Regions from separate parts of the Anas platyrhynchos genome. Here region 1 is linked to region 2. The links are chromatin contacts, called in public Hi-C maps. All regions are on one chromosome and are shown on one strand. The core of a region is the stretch at or near the end of the contact, and the rest is flanking DNA. Distances in the headings are between cores, read along the strand shown.

Evidence for each region. A called contact is a pair of places that touch in the nucleus more often than the background predicts.
Region 1: a contact with region 2 is called in a Hi-C map of skeletal muscle, with 6 times the contacts expected there. The contact joins the enhancer-like site here to the promoter of ARFGEF2 in region 2. A contact is called at or near these places in 5 of 8 Hi-C or Micro-C datasets (F1 follicle, liver, skeletal muscle and 1 more).

What each region holds. Positions count from the first base shown.
Region 1 is chr21:3,596,658-3,601,912 of IASCAAS_PekinDuck_T2T, reverse strand. PREX1 (phosphatidylinositol-3,4,5-trisphosphate dependent Rac exchange factor 1) reads right to left here. Exons shown (of 40, transcript XM_027473201.3): 28 at 4,925-5,007; 29 at 4,214-4,304; 30 at 2,344-2,472; 31 at 1,850-1,891; 32 at 1-67. Among named protein-coding and RNA genes, the nearest start is that of PREX1, 160 kb to the right of the region's middle. Within about 2 kb of position 1,487, at least 1 of the 8 cell types and tissues checked has an H3K27ac peak or open chromatin away from gene starts, as enhancers often do. A contact at or near this core is called in subcutaneous adipose tissue, where this site is marked.
Region 2 is chr21:3,407,254-3,412,170 of IASCAAS_PekinDuck_T2T, reverse strand. It overlaps ARFGEF2 (ARF guanine nucleotide exchange factor 2), which reads left to right and starts at 3,006. Exons shown (of 39, transcript XM_072026616.1): 1 at 3,006-3,094.

The sequences.
Region 1 (5,255 bases), core at 238-2,737, 190 kb before region 2:
AAGGTGCAAATAGCAGCCACAAGAGATTGGCAGAAGATGGAATCACGCCTCAGCTGTAGCTCAGTATCTGCAAGAGAAGAGGAGAGATGCACAAAGTCATGAGAATACTCACTGCTATTGTAGTATGTGTGTGCATAACATTTGACTTCTGCTATAGCTTTGCACAGACATAACAGATAATCTCTTCTTGCTCCGTGCCCTGGCTATAGAGATAAAGACAGCATCAATGGGAAAAAATTGCTGAAAATTTTCCAGGCCACTTGACTCTTTATTTTACTCTGCCATCTGCTTGCTCATTCTTCTGACTGGGAAGAGCTGTAACTCCTTAGTGCCATATCTGGACTGATTCCCTTCTTTTTATGTTTACAGAAGCAAGAGAATTCATAAAAGAGGATCTCTGTCATTACTTCTCTCCTGGGCTATTAGAGATTCATCTGCCCCTCATCCATCTGTATTTCATGGGCTTCCCATATGCTTAATGCATTAACTGGGCCTGCCAGTAGGGTACCAACTGGTTTATGTTTCCTGGGAGAATTTCCCGTGTTAACTTTGCTTCCAGTCAGGCTGTCAGGCAGCCACATGCTGGTCTAAGCAACCTCGTCATACTTAAGGGGATTGTAGGCCAAAGAGGAACATGAATAAGTGAAGAGCTACTTCCCAGGCTCCTCCAGCAGGCACTGCAGTGTTCCCAAGAGAAAGAAGCTGAAGACATCATTCAGAGGCTTTGAAGATCTGGATTATTTTTATGGAGCACTGACCACAATAGACTGACCAATAAAGTCTAGGCCCTGGGCCCTATCTTCAGCTGAAGGGCAACCACTCCCTTCCAGCAGTACGAACTGAACTGCTAAAGTAAGGTAAAGAGAGCTTAGAACTGCCCTCAGGCTAGCGAATCCCTGCTGCCCTAAAGCTGGCATAGCCAGTTCAGTGCCATCTGCTCCTCCATTCTTTCCAGAGGATACTGGTGAAATCACTGAGGGCATGGGGCATAGGTAAACACTTATGGACTCAGTATAGCTATTGTCATTACAAGCAGCTTTTATGGACACTAGACTGCCACTGCAGGCTGGTTTTGACAGACTCACGGACCAGGCCTAGCAGGAGCACAGAGGTGATTTAGAGCCGTGCTAATCTAATATTTTCATTCTACGAAAACATGAGAATCAAGCTGGCACAGTGAAATAATGACAGCCTAGTGCAGTTATTTATTACCTCATTTTCAAACAAAAATACACCACGCAGATATTTAAATTATAAAAAGACAGCACATTCACTCCTGGGAACAACCTGTCACTTGATCTGTGAGTACAACGTTTTGTGCATGGTAACAGATTAATGGTGTCTATCCACAGTGGTTTTAGGAGCTGCCTGCACATTTAGGTTCTTAGTATCCTCCTGGCTGTAATTTCAGTATACACAGTCCCAAATCCCTAACATGCCTGCTCTGTTTAGAAAGATGTCAGTGTCCATGGTCTCACAGACAGTTGTGCAATAGGTCTCATTTTTGCTGCATGTTCTCACCACAGCAGGAAACAGTAAAAGCCATCTGGGAATGGGGGTTGTACAAAAGAAAAAAGGAAGACAGAAAAACAGTGCTTGTGCAAAATCAATGGCAAGCCAGGTGACACAGCAGCCTACACCGTAACTGAAGCAATGTAAATTGAAGAACAGATGTCAGATGCATGAAAAGTCCGCCAAAGATGCAGAACACAAGAAATGTTTGCATAAAATGCCAGGACTAAAGCTAAATGCAAGGGAAATACTACTTAGATGTATGCACATGCATTCACAAAATGTTCTGGTGGGACCATGTATATACAATGTATTGCAACAAAATGATACCTCTTACCTGTGCATTTTAACAAGGCCAAAAGCAGTTGATTCTTCCCATCTAAAACAGTGAAGAAAAGGAAGGCGCAAATCAACATGATGACAAGGTAGATTTGATTATATTTAATTAACAGTGTCCTCATCCCATGCATGGTTATTTCTATGTACTATAGTAGTACTTTCACAGATATTTTAATGACAGAAAATCAAACAAGGTGTAAATCAAAAAATTTTACAAGCTAAATGCTCCATTAACTACCAGGAATTATTGGAAACAAATTGCATGTGTGGATGAATCCTGGAGGAGGTGACTGCTGCCCAGTGCTTTGCACTGAGTGTAAACATCGGATTCAGCTATCCTCTTCCAGTTCAACCAGGTTTAGGACTATTTTCCCTGTTCTTCTTTAGAGCCCAGTACAGTGTTGTTACAAATTAATATAAAATGATAAATGGAACTGCTAGACTCGATTAGATCAGGGCTATCTGATACCAAACTTTTCCCCATTTACTGACCTTCTACATGTTTTTGTATGATTTCAACAAGGTTCTTGATGCGCAATGGAAGGTTCCATGGATCTTCTTGAATGCTGGCTTGAATATTATTCCGGCACCTCACTGTGGTTTCTTCCTTCTGCTTAAATTCTTAAAAAAATAATGCAGTTTGTTGGGCATTGAGGAAATGCTATATAGCTGAGAGTGGCTTTTGATTTTGAGTATCAGTAGCAAAAACTGTGAATGAAAGAGGTTCTTAAGTAGATCTAATGCAGATGGGGAAAAAATAAAGACTACTCCTATAATCTAATCATCAGCAGTCTCCCAGCATTGTTTACAGGACTGTGAACTAAAAGGTGTGTACCTGAGTGATGTGCACGCTGAAGGGAGGTCTGTACTACTCACATAGCACAGAATTACCTTCTGTTTTCTGTGACTCATATTTGATATTCTAGCTTGCATACTGTATCTAAAGTTTGGGGCTGTGCAGAATCAGATCAGCTTTTTGGCTGCAGCATTCACATCCCATAATACTAATGAGAAGTTATGAAATATTCTGCTTTCTTTCACCTGATGTCAGCTAATTATTTAATTACAGAACAGGGGATCTATTTTTCATGACTTTACTATGTAGCTAAGCCAAAAAGCCCATTGTTGGCAATAAAATGTGTACGCAGACAGAAACACAGTGCCAAATAACTGCTTATGAACAGAACTGGGACAGCATTTGTCACTGAAAGGAATCTATGGTAGCTGTTGAAGAGACACTTTGGTCCAGGTATTCCAGACATAAGCAGGGCTTGTCTGTTCCTTAGTGTGATGAATGTGCCATCATCAGTTAACTTGAGGTAACCTAAAGACTCTCCCAGTGCAATTAATCTAGTTGTAATAAATGAAACTCCATTTAAGCAAAATAAAATGAAGGAAGTGAACACAGAGTGTCTGTTATTTCCTCATTTTATTCCAACAGTGCATGGAAAGACTAACAGATAATCAATGTAAGTGTAAATGTGTTTGTAAAGATGAGTTCATGTAAAACAACTTCATAGAAACTAAAAAGAAAAAGAAGAAGAAAGAAACTCTACTTTAGTTTGCCACTGTAACTTAAAAACAGAGTTTGTGAAAGGTTGGGAAGCCCATGACTACAGCACCTGAAGTATATTAGAATAGCAGGAAGCAGTTCACATTTCAAGTGGGAAAGGAAATGCAGAAAATGTTCAGAAACTAAAGCCTTGTGTATTTCAGTGACAGAAGAAACCACATAATGGGCCTCAAAAACATAAAGACAAAAGTCTCATCATACTCCCTGAGGAAAAGAAAACAGGGTATAATTTGTTTGCTCTCTATGGGAATCAGTTTTCAAAATAAGTGTCATGCAAGGATGAATTTACTCTATTACCCATCTCTGAAGAAAAGCAGAATTAAGCAAACTCAGGCAGAAACTTTTGGTGCCTCAGATGTACAGGGGACAGCCCCTCATCAGCTTCTCAGTGTTAGTTTACCTTATATCTGACATATCTCTACCTTGTACCTTTTGAGATACATCTCTGTGTTCACATCAAAGGATGAATCTGGAGACTTGTGAAAGAGCTATAAGGATTCAGTAGCATATAACAGAAAAATGTTTTGTTTGTTTTAGTCGGAATTCATGTAAAAATGACCTTTTAAAGATGCAAAATTTCTGTGGCCAGACATGGCACTTCCCATTAGAGTCACAGAATATCCCAAGTTGGAAGGGACCCACAAGGATCACCAAGTCCTTCTCATAACATAAAACTGGATAGATCCACAGTTAATAACTCTGTGTGGCCATATGGCATGTGTACATTCATGCTAATCCCTTAAGTCTTAGAAAAGTGCATTACTAAATATATTCAACCTTTTTCTTTACCTTGCAAACTGTGGTCCATTGGAAAGTGCTTGGTTTCTTCAAAGGCCTTAGTTATTGCTGATCCTTTTAGAAGTGCATTGATTGCATCAACCTACAGTAGAAATATTTTCAGTCAGCATTAGAATGGCTTGTGGAAGAAAATCTGAACAGAACTCTTCTGGAAAAATGCTGAAGTCATTACACTATTTGTATTTTGGAGTAATTTCCCCTTCATTAACAAATAGCATTAAGGCTCTATAACCCTGAACCTCAAGAGCCCCACACTGAATGTAACATTCGGCACAGACAATGATCTACATGCTGATGAGATAAAAACAATACAAAAAGTTCCTCTGGTGATATACATCTATAAAGACATCTGTTGGCTAAGTTTTGAGGGCTCTCCTGAGATTTGTAAACGTGATTCATCAAGATCATGCAAAGTATTAGAATTTTGCTCATCTTTTCCCTTCTCCATCAAAGATTTCTTCTCTTTAATCTAATGCTTCATACAAGTCAGTTCAACCTTGCTTACATAACTCAAGGCAATATGAATACTGATTAATTTCTTCATCAATCTGTCATACAATGTGTTTTCTTACACTGTACTTCAAAATCTTCATAGTGTTTTTTTTTCCCTCAGAATATGATTGCATTAAACAATCAGATACTTCCAATTTCTTGTGTTGACATTGATAAAAAGAAAACAATGCTGTGTAATACTTCATGTACCTGGTTAAAAAGGTGTTCCAGGCAGCCGTGAAGTTTATCTTGTTTATCTAAAGGAATCCTCATATCACTGGGAAGCTCATCTCCTAAGAAAAGGAAGATGAAAAACTTTTAACTGTCTTACCAACATAATCTGTGATGAGACCACAGGTGACACAAGCACAACTTCATACTAGAGTGGGTAAAAAATGATTGCTGCTTTCTCTCCTATTCTTAGATCAAAATACTCAGGATTTTTCACACAACAAAAACGTTTAATAGCTCTTCCATCTTCCAAATTTACTTTGTTTTTTTAGAAAAAGAACAGATCTCTATCTTTTCATAGTCTTGTGAT
Region 2 (4,917 bases), core at 1,757-4,256:
ACTTAAGTGATCACAGACATACAGAGATATACAAATATGGTTTAAAACTTTAAGATGTTTAGAAGCCAAAGGATATTATGGCATATTTCATGGAACTAGATACTCCAAACCAAATACTAGACCATGTAATGACTTAAAGCCCTGCACCTTTACATCTGCAACATACTTGGAAAAATAAATAGCAAATATAGACAATGATTGCCCAGTTCATTCTATTTTAAAATAATACCATACTGAATCCTGATAGGAAAACACCAGGAAAAATATGGTCTATCTCAGCATTCTGAAATTCGTTGCATTTTTCAAAATTTTTATTGGAGTTAGTTGTTACTAAAGAAGCATAGGCTATCTGATTTCACTGTATTGTGCAATGAAATTAACACACAGACTATCAGCATGCAGTGTAAGGATGAAATGGATGAAATCTCCTCAGTGTAAAAACAATTACGTTACTGAGGCTACAAGAGTGAAGTCAGCATACCTATATGATTACAGGGATGAACATCTTCTGTATAAGAGACCAGAAATTAAAAAATAAAAATAAAAAAAAATTAGGAACAACCAGGCTTTTGATAGAAAACAAAATCCAAACCCTAGTCACAATCTGGAAATATGCAAATTCAATAATAATAATAATAATAATCACTCAATACTCTGATTTCTATGTTATTTGTCTCTATTTTTCTGTTATTCCTATCTCTATGATATAGAGTCCATCCATCTGCTAATGGATAGCAGTTAACATCCAGACCAGATGTTAGGAATTTCCTAACTGCATAATTAGTGAAACACTGAAGGCAACAAACTGAAATGCTATTCAATCTCCTTTACTGGAGCTGTTCAGTAAGAGGCAGCATTCTGTCTTAATGCTTGGAGATGTACTAAATGATCTGTTGAAGACCTTCCCAGCCCTGCATTTCTGTGATTCTGACATGGAATAGTGATCCATTCTAAACTTGTACTAATCACTTAATGTGGAGGAAAGTTCAAGTCAGTTGCCTAATGACAGCTTCAGCTGATAAACGCTCAGAAGGACTTTAACCTTCCAACATTGTCTCACATTTATTACATGGTGCATTTGCTCATACTAGAAGAGGCTGAACACACTATTATTGCCAAGAGAACAGATATAACTAGGAGGTTTTTGAGGTAGTTACACCCTGACAATTTGTGACTTAATGACAAACCACAAAATTGTACTCTTATCACAGCCACATTGGAACTGCTGATTTCCTGGGAAAACCCAAGTCTTTAGCTAGTAGCTTTAAAAACTGTTTCCAGATAGGGGCACTTCCCCCTGTTCTTGTCCACCTTCATCATGTCTGATTTCCTATAATCTAACTCATAGTTTTCCATGTAAGTAGAGTCCTCAGCTCCATGTAGCCAGTCCACACAAACCTCTGGACAGTAGAGTTGGTCACATAGCACCTGCCCATTTTCCACATGAAGTAATACTATGAATGCTGCACACAGGCGTTTATGGTTGGACCCTTCGTTAATGCTTTTTAGACAAATATTGTAGAATTTGACAATGCTAAGTGTCTATTAATGACATTTTAAAAGATAAGAATGCCAGTGTTTGAGAAATAAAATCACAGTATAGACAATCTAATAGGTCCCTGTATTCTTAGTTAGATATTGCTGTCTTAATTTGATTAAGCCCATTGTGGAGGGATGTGGAAGAGGTGACTGCATGCTAGTGATGGTTGCAAGTTGCTAAAGGAGGGCATCAAATGAGTAATTTATCTCTGCAGATTATTTCCATAGATTATACTGGCTTTCAAGGAGTCCAGAATTTGATTTGGGGAATAAGACACCCTACTGCATAGGGCGATGGATAAAAGGAGAAGAAACAATTGGGCATCGGGTTATAAATGGATACTAAATTTATGGGACGTGAAATTTATTTTTTAATGATTCATCTTTAACATGACTTTGGGTCTTTGAAACATCTATATTCTTAGTGTCTCTTCACAGGCCTTGTTCTGTGGAAGTTATCAGCGATAGCGGAAACACTGGGATGCTCAGATTAAAAGCGTTATAAAAATGAGGAGTATTGTATTAACATGACCTTCTTTCAGTCACAATTCCAACACAATCAATGCAACTATTGCAGCAATAACAGTGCTTGCATTTGGGGTGTCCTGCTAGTGAAATCACCCGACACCCAACACATTTGGGGGACGCAACTCCCAGGGACATGCCAAGAGGACGGGTTTTAAAAAAGCGCGGATGGGCACTGTAATACACCATAAATGTTTGTTCATTGTCTTTTGTATTATAAAAAACAAGGAGTTCTGTTTGAGGAGCAGGAGTTGCAAAAGCTCCCTGCTGAAGTAAGGAGCTGTATAATGCTTGGCTAGACACTATGAAAATTCTTTTGCTTAATGTAACAAAAAAGAGAACCCCCTCCCCTTCTCTCCTTCTGCATCTCAGTTGCCTCTTTTGTTCAGAGACACTGCTGCAAAGCTCATGTAACCATCTCCTGATCAGTTGCTAAACTAGTGTATCAACATCCTGCCTTCCTGTCTCACGCTGGGCCAACATGACCAAATAAAAAAAAGAAGTTGAACCACAACGCCGAGGAAGACTACGGCCTTCATCTTCACGACCACCAGAGGGACAGAGATGACCCCCTAGCAACAATGCGCGCAGTCGCAGAATATACCAGGATGTGCTGCGTAATCCCGGAATTACCGAGATATAAAAAGGGACCCTGGCGGGGGTGAGGTGCGCGCCATTGGCAGAGCCGAGACTCCCTGGACGCCCAGCGCTGTTTTGCTTGCTGTTGGCTTACTCAGTAAATTCCTTTCTCTGGTTAATACAATGCTCTCTGAAAAATTAATTAAGGGGGCAATTTATAACAGGCACCAAGCCTGGTTTCGGCAGGGCTGACCCAGCCTGCTGGAACTGAAGGGGCAGGACGTGGCTGCCAACTCCACTTATTGTGGTAAAGGGCCTGGAACACAAGTCCTGTGAGGAGCAGCTGAGGGACCTGGCGGTGTTTGGTCTGGAGGAAGCTCGGGGAGCCCTCATTGCTCTCTGCAACTGCCTGAAAAGGCGTGGAGAGCTGGGGGTCGGCCTCTTCTCACAGGTAACTACTGATAGGACCAGAGGGAATGGCCTCAAGTTGCACCAGGGGAGGTTTAGGCTGGAAATGAGGAGACATTTCTGCTCAGAAAGAGCAGTCAGGCACTGGGACGGGTTGCCCAGGGAGGTGGTGGAGTCACCGTCCCTGGGGGTGTCTAAAGAAAGGCTGGACGTGGTGCTTGGGGACACGGCTTAGAGGGTGATGGCGGTGAGAGGGGCACGGTTGGAACAGACGACCTCGGAGCCCATTCCTCCACCCTCCCCCCACGGCCCCTTGCCCGCCAGCCGGCCAGAGGCCTCCACCGGCCGGGCCCCGCCTGCCGCCGGGCTCGCAAGTCGCGATGGGGCGGCGGGCAGGGCGGCCGGGTCACGTGACAGCGCCAAGATGGCGGCGCCGTGGCTGCGGTGCGGCGGCGGCCGCTGAGGGCGGAGGCGCGGCGCAGCTCCCCGGCGGCCCTGGCCCCGCCGCCATGCAGCCCCCGGGCCGCGAGCAGGACGCCCGCACCAAGAGCATGTTCGTGTCGCGGGCCCTCGAGAAGATCCTGGCCGAGAAGGAGGCCAAGCGGCCCCCGCACGGGCAGCTGCGGAGAGCCTGCCAGGTGGCGCTGGGTGAGTCCGCCCCCGCCGGGCCGGGAGCCGCCGCCGCTGCCCGGCCCGGCCCTTCCCGGCCCCGCTCGAGCTGTCCCGGCGCGTCCCGGCGGGGAACAGCCCCGCAGCCCAGGCGCCACCTGCTGTTCGGGGTCTGTGAAGCGGGAGGGGCGCGGGGCTGCCCCGCCGGGACTCAGCTGGGGGGAATCAACCCCGAGCGTTTCGGCTGGGACACGGGGTGCTGGAGGGGCCCTTCTGCTGTCCCGGGCCTGGCATTCCCCGGTACCTTCCGTCTGACTCATGGACGGGCTGAAAACTTGGGGCGGCCGCATACGGTGTGGTGTCTTGCACAACTGAGGCACTTTCTGCAAACTTCGTAGGCTGGTCTTCAAACCTGCACCTGCAAATCCATCCTTTCGTAGTACAGGACTAGGTGTTAAAGTTGTGAAAGCAGATGGCATGACATGTAGGCAAAAAACTAGGTAAAGCAGTACAGCTCTCACAGGTAGACTTCTTTGTGGCCTTTTTATTTTATAGCAAAGATATCTCTTACAGTTTCACTTGGTTTGCACTAATATTCTTCCTTTAATTTGAGTGTATTTACTGTATGTAGAACATTGAAACAGGAGAGACTGGCTGAGTGAGTAAGAATGCTGAGCAGAGGCAAGTCTTGTCAAATGTATTATGAAAGCAAACTTGAAAAAAAGTGTTTTTTATCTTTGTTTTCATCTTCCTGCCCACAGTCCTCACCTTGAAGAAATCTGAAGGCACTAACTACCTAGTGGTAACTACATAGAAGTGTATTTATTATTATTTAAAGTTGACATTGTGAGCAACAGAGATTATTTTTACTACTTCCCTTTCCTGACTTCCCACCAACATCCACCCAACCCATTTACAGGACTGGAAACCTGCTTGTCTGCTACATAAATACTTTTCGAGAAAGGGAACTTTCTTGAAAAATTAGTAGGAAGCCTTTTGTTTACTACCACATCAAAGACCATGATACGAGGGGAGGAGTATTATGCAATAGCCATTTACTGGCATTTGTCTTTTGGATTAGGGCTGTTTTACCTCCCAGTTTTTTAAGGTATAATGTTTGATTTCAGTTAATGCTTGTGATGATAGATAATCATGTTGTTAATCATGCTGAAAAAAAAGTCTATGGTACTACTTGACTGGACTGAAGCAGAGGTCGGCATGAATAGGTAACCTTCTGTTGCCCAACTCTCCTACACT